Regions from separate parts of the Gossypium hirsutum genome. Here region 1 is linked to region 2. The links are chromatin contacts, called in public Hi-C maps. All regions are on one chromosome and are shown on one strand. The core of a region is the stretch at or near the end of the contact, and the rest is flanking DNA. Distances in the headings are between cores, read along the strand shown. Region 1 holds the start of LOC107894028 (zinc finger protein CONSTANS-LIKE 12). Region 2 holds the start of LOC121212273 (cytochrome P450 CYP749A22-like).

Region 1 (4,033 bases), core at 1,285-3,784, 390 kb before region 2:
TGAGTCTAAACAAGAAAAAATGAGCCCAATTTACCCATGAATAAAAAGAAAATGCAAACAGATACAAGATCATGAACATTAACCGTAGAAATCAGAATTGTAAATATGAAATGAAAGGAAAAAGAAAAGAAAAGAAAATCCTAGTACGTACCTTGGGTCCTCTTTCAATATACTTGACAACATATGTCGATGGAGATACAGCAGCGGGAGGGGGAGGGGGGAGAGGGAGGGGGAGGGAACCGATTTTGGGAAAAAGAAAGGAGGGAAAAAAGAAGATATTTCATGTCAAATTTTGGGATTTCAGGGGGAAGGGGGGAACCGATTTTGGGAAAAAGTCTTTAGGCATTTAGGGTAACAAAACGGTGCCGTTTTGTGTAAGACTAAAAAACGCCAATAGCGGGCGTTTTCAAAAAGTCATTCTCCTTTACACAATGGCACTGTTTTGCTTCGCTAAAAATCCCTTATTTTGTTTTAATATATATAAACTTTATCATTATCTCTCAAATAATTTAAACTATATTGATAATTTTAATATATTAAAATAAATATTATCTTCTTTACAATTTTATAAGAAATTAATTAATATATAAATTAAAAAAATCAGTCATATACCCAAAAAAAACTTTAAAATTATTTTAATTAATAGTATTTTATTTTTTCCATTTTTGACATGTATTTTTCTATGTTTTTACTTTCAAAATTTTTCTCAATAAAATCCAAATGTTGCTTCAATTTTCCAACAGTAAACCCTAAATGTTAAACCCCAAACTATAAACCTATACCCTAAACCCTAAATATATATTACAAGGGATAAAAGTAATTAAAAAATAATCTTATTGCTTATCTAAACCCTAAAAATTTTTGATTTTTTATTATTTTATCAAAAACCCTAACCCTTAAACCTTAATAGCTTAACCCTTAAAACCATGAACAGTACTACAACCCTAACTATAAAACAAAAAACCACAAACTCTAAACCATAAACCTTAAAACAAAAACTCTAAACCCAAAATAATAAACATTATATCATAAACCCTAAACCCCTAAACCATGGACATTAAAACTTAAATCTTAAATCATAAACCTAAACCCCAAAATAATAAACATTATATCATAGCCCATATCCCTTAAACATTAAAACCTTAAAACCTTAACCCCAAACCTTAAACCATAATTAAATATTTAATTATATGTATACACCTAAATTATGATAAAGATACATCTCAGAATTATATATGAATTTCAATTTAATGTGTAATTGTAGACGTGAAATTCTAATTGTGGTTTAAATGTATAGTGGAAACTTTAATTTTGATTTAATCATACACATTTTAAAAAATAAATACATCAATATATTTTTATATTGAATAAATACAAATATTTATGTATGCAATATATAAATATAAAATGATGTTATATCAATAATTGTGTTCATAATTTATGCTTTTGGGATTTAACCCATTGCACACTAAACCATTGTTCATGTATGCTTCTGGGATTTAACCCATTTTGATATATATATTTTTAAAATAATAATTTATATTTATCTTATTTAAATTTATATTATAAAAATTCTAAGATATACAAATTAATTAAGTAGTTCACCATATTTACCCCTAAACCCCAACCTTCAAACCCCAAATCCTAAACCATAAATCCCAAACCATAAACTCTAAGCCCTAAACTTTAAACCATAAACCCTAAACCATAACCCATAAATTAAATTAATTTTTTGCGGCGTTTTTAAAAAAGCGCCGGTAATGCTCGATCTATAGCGTCATTTTTCAAAAAGCGCTGCTAATGCCACTAAAGCTCACATAAAACGTCGGCGTTGTGCTTAATTTTTTTGTGGCGTTTTTCAAATAGCGCCGCTAATGGTCGACCTATAGCGGTGTTTTTTAAAAAGCGCCACTAATGCTCGATCTATAGCTGCGTTTTTCAAAAAGCGCCACTGATGCTCGAGAAACATAAATTTTTCAAATTATGATTCCTATTTTTTCAAATTGAACATAATTTTTTAATTACGTAAAAAAATATGATGTTAAATTTAATCTAAAAACAAAATCAAACATAAATTTGACCACTAAATAACTGGGTATTAAACTTACCATTTATCCCATTTTAAAAAGAGATTCAGACAGTTCAGCACAGCTAAGCGCCCACATCAGCATCGTCTCACACCACAAATCAGAAACTGTTCAGACACATAAGCCACGTGTCCATCTGTGATCTCTCGAGATGCGGGGCTAAATTTTCGTCTCGAAAGTCAAAATGAGAAACCCGCACATAATCTCGGGTGATGACGTGGTGATCAATTTGTGACCAATCCTTCTATCAAACCGCCCTCAATCTTTCCACTTATTTACCATCCTCGCCATCCTCCGACCAAAACGGATGACCGCAATAAAATCACATGTCCACGTCATCCTAGAGTGTCCCATCCACAAAGCTAACATCGCACCACGTGGCAAGCACCCATCAAACCTCGGACAAACGTGAATAAATAAACCAGTTTTTGCTCACTGAAAAAAATAAAAAGAAAACTTCCAGTTACCAACGCTGACAGCTCTTCACTGTTCCCCCTATTATGTATTTTTAGCTCAAAGAAATGTTTGCTTTTCTGTTATCAATGTTGATGCGTATTTGCTTCGATTAATGGATTATGTGTTCTTCGACATTGGCTGATTTCAGAAGCCGGGATTGGGTTCTTTTCATTGAAGAGGTAAAGCTTAATCTCAATTTACTCTTTTTCTATGATTTTAAATTTTAATCATTCAAATGATTCAATTCCTTGTTCTTTGCACATGATCTGGGTATAATTTTAATCGGTTTTTGTTAATTTTGATTATTGAAGGGTAGTTTCTGTTAGGATTGAGGAATCAATAGAGCCGAATTACCGCCCAACTGCAGTGGTTTACTGTAAAGTTAGGAGGAATAACGGGATGGAACCTGTATGCGATTTTTGTCGAGGAGAAAGAGCAGTGGTTTACTGTAAATCGGATTCGGCTCGGCTTTGCTTGAGCTGTGATGGGTGCGTTCACTCTGCAAATTTGTTGTCACGTAGACACGTTCGTTCACTTTTGTGTGAGAAATGCAATTCTCAATCTGCAGTTGTTAGGTGTTTGGATGAGAAATTGTCTCTTTGTCAGGATTGTGATGGTAATGGCAATGGTTGCTGGAGTTTGGGGCATTGGCGAGAGGCCCTCAATTCTTATACGGATTGTCCTTCTTTGGCTGAGTTTAGAAGAATCTGGTCTTCGGTTCTTGGTGCTTCGTCTCCTGCTGTTTTTGATGTTGATTGGCCAGTCGGTGCTTCAGCTGCTAACGACAATTGTTTCACTAACTGTTTGAATCAAATAGATCAAGGGGGCTCATTTGAACTGGCTGGTACAAAGTTAAATGAACTAGATTCATGTCCTAAGCTAAAGCCTTGTATGGTTTCATCTTCTCTGATATCACCAAATGCAAATTACGTCCCTTACTGTAACGATGGAGAACCTGTTTTCTCAGAGGAGCCGAATATGCCAAAGGTATGGCTTTTGCTGCTATATTTATTTGAATTGGTGATGGAAAGTATTGAATTTGAAGTAATAGCTCGACTCTTGAATCATTCTTTGTTTAGCCGCATTTGGACTGATCTGTCTTGAATGTTTGATTTTGGCTCCTTTTGTTCCAGGGTTATTCTGACCTCAGAGATTTCAAAGTTCCTGATGGTGATGACCTTTGTGAGGGCCTGAACATCAATGATGTTCAATTCAGCTTCGAAACTGCCAATGAGATATTTGGTGGTTCACAAGGCCAAACTAGGTACCAGTTTGAGAAGGTTGGGACAGACTGCCTAATTATGGACAAAACTTTACCGGTAATCGAATCTAATGGTCCTAGCAAGAACATGTTAGAGGTTTTCTTTTCTCTCTCTAATTTCAATTGCAAAATTTATCTTATAAATACATCTATGGTTATATATATATATTTATATTCTATTTCTTCCTTTCCACATTTTCTAATCTAATTTGTAGTATTGTATGAGCAT
Region 2 (4,348 bases), core at 607-3,106:
TTTTCTGGGCATATATTGAATACATCATTGTACTGTCCTTTCCAACAACCTTTCCAACAACTGATGTATACGCCTAGCCAAAGCTGAATTCAAGTTTCTTGAATTGTTGTCTTGAATAATCTTAACTGCTTTCATGCTATTTGTACTAATCAATACTCTATCAAATCCCTGCTTCAATGAAAGAGATAAAGCCCTCAAAAATACCCATAACTCAGCCTCCAAAATTGAACTTATTCATATTCATAGTATGTATAATCATATTCATATTTATTAAACTTATTCAAAACTAAACCCAACCTCCAAATCTTTGCTTAAAAATTATGTATATTCATTTTCATTCATTTAAATTAAATAAACTTATTCAATAATATTTAATTAAACATATTCACAAATTATTAAAGATATATTTATGAATAACAAACAAACAAACCATAAATAACTACTTTCTTATTTTTACATATAAAAGAATCACACGTACATTTTACTAATTATATTATTATAAATAAAATAAAAACATAAACAATTATATATTTAATTATATAATAGTCAAATAATAAATAGTAAACGAGTTTTGACGAATATAAGCTGCTGCAAAATTTGGTGGATTCATCAGTGAAGATAAGAAAATAGAGGCCATGGGAAATCTTCTAATCCTTTTCACAGCTTTTTTGTGCATCTGCCTTTTCGTAGCTTTGCACTATGTCTTGCACGAGTATTTGTGGGTACCTCATCGTGTACAGTTCATCATGAATTCACAGGGGATCAGAGGACCTCCTTATGAATTTATCCATGGAAACAACAAAGAAGCTCTTCAAATGCGGAAGGAAGCATCTAGCAAACCTATGGCCTTGACACACGATATATTTCCCAGAGTAATGCCTCATGATTACTCCTGCATCAAGAAATACGGTGGGAATAACTTGTTTTGGTAGTATTTTCGGATTTCCATGAATAGATTTTAATTAAATCATTTTTTAGGGAAGAATTATCTTAGTTGGAATGGAGTTCGAGCTCAACTGGTAATAACAGACCCAGAACTGGTGAAAGAGGTGCTGAAAACCAGTGAAAAAGCTTTTTCAAAGCCAAAGCCTTCATATTTCTTTAAGAAGCTACTAGGTGACAGCATTTCTACAATCAAAAGTGAGAAATGGGGCGCAAGGCATAGGAAATTGGCCAATCATGCCTTCCATGGGGAGAGCTTAAAAGTAAATCACTAGTTTCTAATCTAATTATTGTTGTGGAACATTGATAATGGATGATGGTTTTTGCAGAATATGATTCCAGCAATGATTGCTAGCGTTGGAACGATGCTTGAGAAATGGAAAGATAAGGAAGGCAAAGAGATGGAAGTGTTCCAAGAGTTCAGATTCTTGACTTCAGAAATGATATCCAGAACAGCCTTTGGTAGCAGTTACTTGGAAGGAGAGAAGATTTTTGACATGTTGATGAAGTTGACCCTAATTATAGGCAGAAATTTTTATAAAGCAAAATTTCCTATCATCGGCTACCTTCATCTAATCCTCCACTAATATAAAATGTTTTTCCAAAAAAAAAAGTTTATCTTTTTAAGTGTAGGAAGTATTTTGGGCTATACCCATAAAAGTTCAAATGATTCTGCATTTAATATTATTAGTAAAAACCTTATCAAAAACTGGTAGCTTGTTGGTACAATCATTGATCTTGGTTTTAAAATATTGGTGTTTTTCCACCACAATGGAGTCAATGGATTGAATTTAATCTGCTTTGCCTTTTCAGCAAGTTTTGGAAATCTGCTGATGAAATTGAATCAGATAAACTTGAGAAAACGATACATGATTCTGTGATGAAGATTATTAAACAAAGGGAAGAGAAAGTAATGACCGGAGAAGTCGACAGCTGCGGCCATGATTTTCTAGGATTACTTGTAAATGTCTATCATGATTCGGATGAGAAAAACAGGTTTTTGATACAAGATATAATAGATGAGTGTAAAACTTTCTATTTTGCTGGGCAAGAAACAACCAATTTCTTGCTTGCATGGATAACCCTACTTTTAGCAATACATACAGATTGGCAAGACAAAGCAAGAGCAGAGGTGATTTAGGTTTTTGGTAATCAAAACCCAAATTCTGAAGGGATCGCCAAATTAAAGACCGTAAGCAAACTATACAAATTCTAAAGCTTGAAAACTAACATTGATCATTTATATTAAACTGCAAATTGTTATGGTTTGATTTTTTTTTTCTTGAACAGGTTACCATGATTATTAAAGAAACTTTACGGCTCTATCCTCCTCTAAATGGCGTGGTAAGAAAGGCAGTAAGAGATGTCCAATTAGGAGAACTTGCCCTACCTAATTATTTAGACCTCAACATCCGATTCATAGCACTCCACCATGACCCTGCCGTATGGGGAGATGATGTTCATCTTTTCAAACCAGAAAGGTTTGCTGAAGGGATTGCCAAAGCTACTAACAACAATGCAGCTGCATTTATGCCCTTTAGATTGGAACCTCGATTTTGCGTTGGAATGAGCTTTGCAATCACTGAAACCAAAATCGCCCTTTCCATGATTCTGCAACGCTACACTTTCACCCTTTCCCCTACCTATGTTCACGCACCTTTACCAAATCTTTCACTCAAGCCACAACATGGGCTTCATTTGTTGTTTCATTCACTACATTAAATTTGGTAAAATATTGTATTACATAATAAAATGTGGGATGCGTAACAATTCCTTGTAATGTTCATCTATTTACTATATTTTGCAACCATACGATGTATGGTTTGGGGATTTCATGTTTTGGCAACAAGATTTTTTAATTCTAAATTACATTTGTAATACGGAGAATAGCATTAAGCAATTAACACCTATACAAATGTCATAAATTTAAATTTGGAGTTTGATATTTAAAAGGATTTAGACAAAAAGATTATGTCTAAAAATAAACTTAAGTAAAGAAGTTCATTTAAACAATGGATTGGGATTGAGCTTGGACTCCAATTCCAACAGTTAATGCTCTAATTTGGCTTGACATATTATTAATTTTATAATATATTTTTACTTATCATATCATTTATATAACATAAAACTTAAATCTATATTAATATATAACATTATACCTGAAAATGGGCTTGAGTAAGAAAGCCTACTTAAAATATAGGCCAAATTTGAGTTCTAGCACTTAAAGTTTGAGCTTGTCTTGATCTATTTTTAATTTTATAATATACTATATTATTTTTATTTATAATGTAATTTGTATCACATAAAAAATAAATCTAAACATTAAAAATTAATTGTTTATATTTAAAATTTTAATAAATATATAAATTTAAAATAACTTAATTAAAAAAATGAATGCATTAAAATAAATTTAAATTATTTATTTATAAATATGAAAATTTTAAATAAAATATAAAATTTCATATTTTAAACTTAGCGGAATTGGGCAAAAAAAACATATTAGATTAATACTATCCAAAAGTTTAATAAAAATCTAACCTCATCAGTTCTGTTAATGTCTCCACTTGAAGATGAATAAATTAATCAAATAAAAACCACATTTTCCAATGGGTCACTATAATTATGCTTGAATTGTGTGGTAGGGGTGTTAGAAATGTTTAACCGAAACTTAATTGAATTAAATTAGTATTAATCAATTTTTTTATTTTTTTAACTGCTAATCAAATCAAAAAATTTTTAAAAAAATCAAATCAAAATATTTTGGTTAATTAGATCGGTTAATTGAATTAACCGAAATTGATTTATTTTTTGTTAAAACAAGTATATAACATATCAAAAAAAAATTATAAGGTTTATTTGACCGGATTAACCGAATTAATCGAACTAGTAATAGCCTAATCTATATAATATATAACATTATTTATTTAGTTCGGTTAATTACTTGATTTCGAACCGAATTAACTATTAATCAAAATTCTAAAAAATATTTAACCGACCTTCGACTGAACTAGATCGGTTAACCAAGATCAGTTCAACAGGTTAATTCGATTTTAACCGAAGTTTGAACACCCCTATTGCGTGGGATATTTCTACTGTGATGTAACTTTAGTTATTTTTCTTTTAGTAAAAGTTAATATAAAGATATGCTTTAGAACATTTTATATTAATTTTTTAAAATAAATATGATTAGAACTGGAAAATGATTATGGAACGATAATCTATTTAATTATTTGGAGTAATTGACAATATTAAAAAATATTAACCCTGAAAATAATAAACTATTATAGAAAAATTAATAAAACAATAAATAAAAGTGGATGAAAATACAAGAGAATTTTTCTCGTCTTTTTTTATTTCACTCAGGTAAGGATTCTATTTATAATTTATAATTAGCATTCAATGCAAT

The links. Hi-C and Micro-C count contacts between places; a contact is called where the count stands out from the background.
Region 1: a contact with region 2 is called in a Hi-C map of leaf, with 1.6 times the contacts expected there. The contact joins the promoter of LOC107894028 here to the promoter of LOC121212273 in region 2. A contact is called at or near these places in 2 of 34 Hi-C or Micro-C datasets (leaf and seedling).

What each region holds. Positions count from the first base shown.
Region 1 is chrA13:13,074,723-13,078,755 of Gossypium_hirsutum_v2.1, reverse strand. It overlaps LOC107894028 (zinc finger protein CONSTANS-LIKE 12), which reads left to right and starts at 2,534. Exons shown (of 8, transcript XR_001683113.2): 1 at 2,534-2,722; 2 at 2,855-3,530; 3 at 3,677-3,862. It also overlaps the pseudogene LOC107894644.
Region 2 is chrA13:12,684,942-12,689,289 of Gossypium_hirsutum_v2.1, reverse strand. It overlaps LOC121212273 (cytochrome P450 CYP749A22-like), which reads left to right and starts at 1,856. Exons shown (of 2, transcript XM_041084719.1): 1 at 1,856-2,074; 2 at 2,233-2,664. The coding sequence starts at 1,856. The coding sequence ends at 2,664. It overlaps LOC107894092 (cytochrome P450 CYP749A22), which reads left to right and starts at 563. Exons shown (of 4, transcript XM_041084914.1): 1 at 563-909; 2 at 979-1,205; 3 at 1,272-2,134; 4 at 2,233-2,726. The coding sequence starts at 636. The coding sequence ends at 1,529.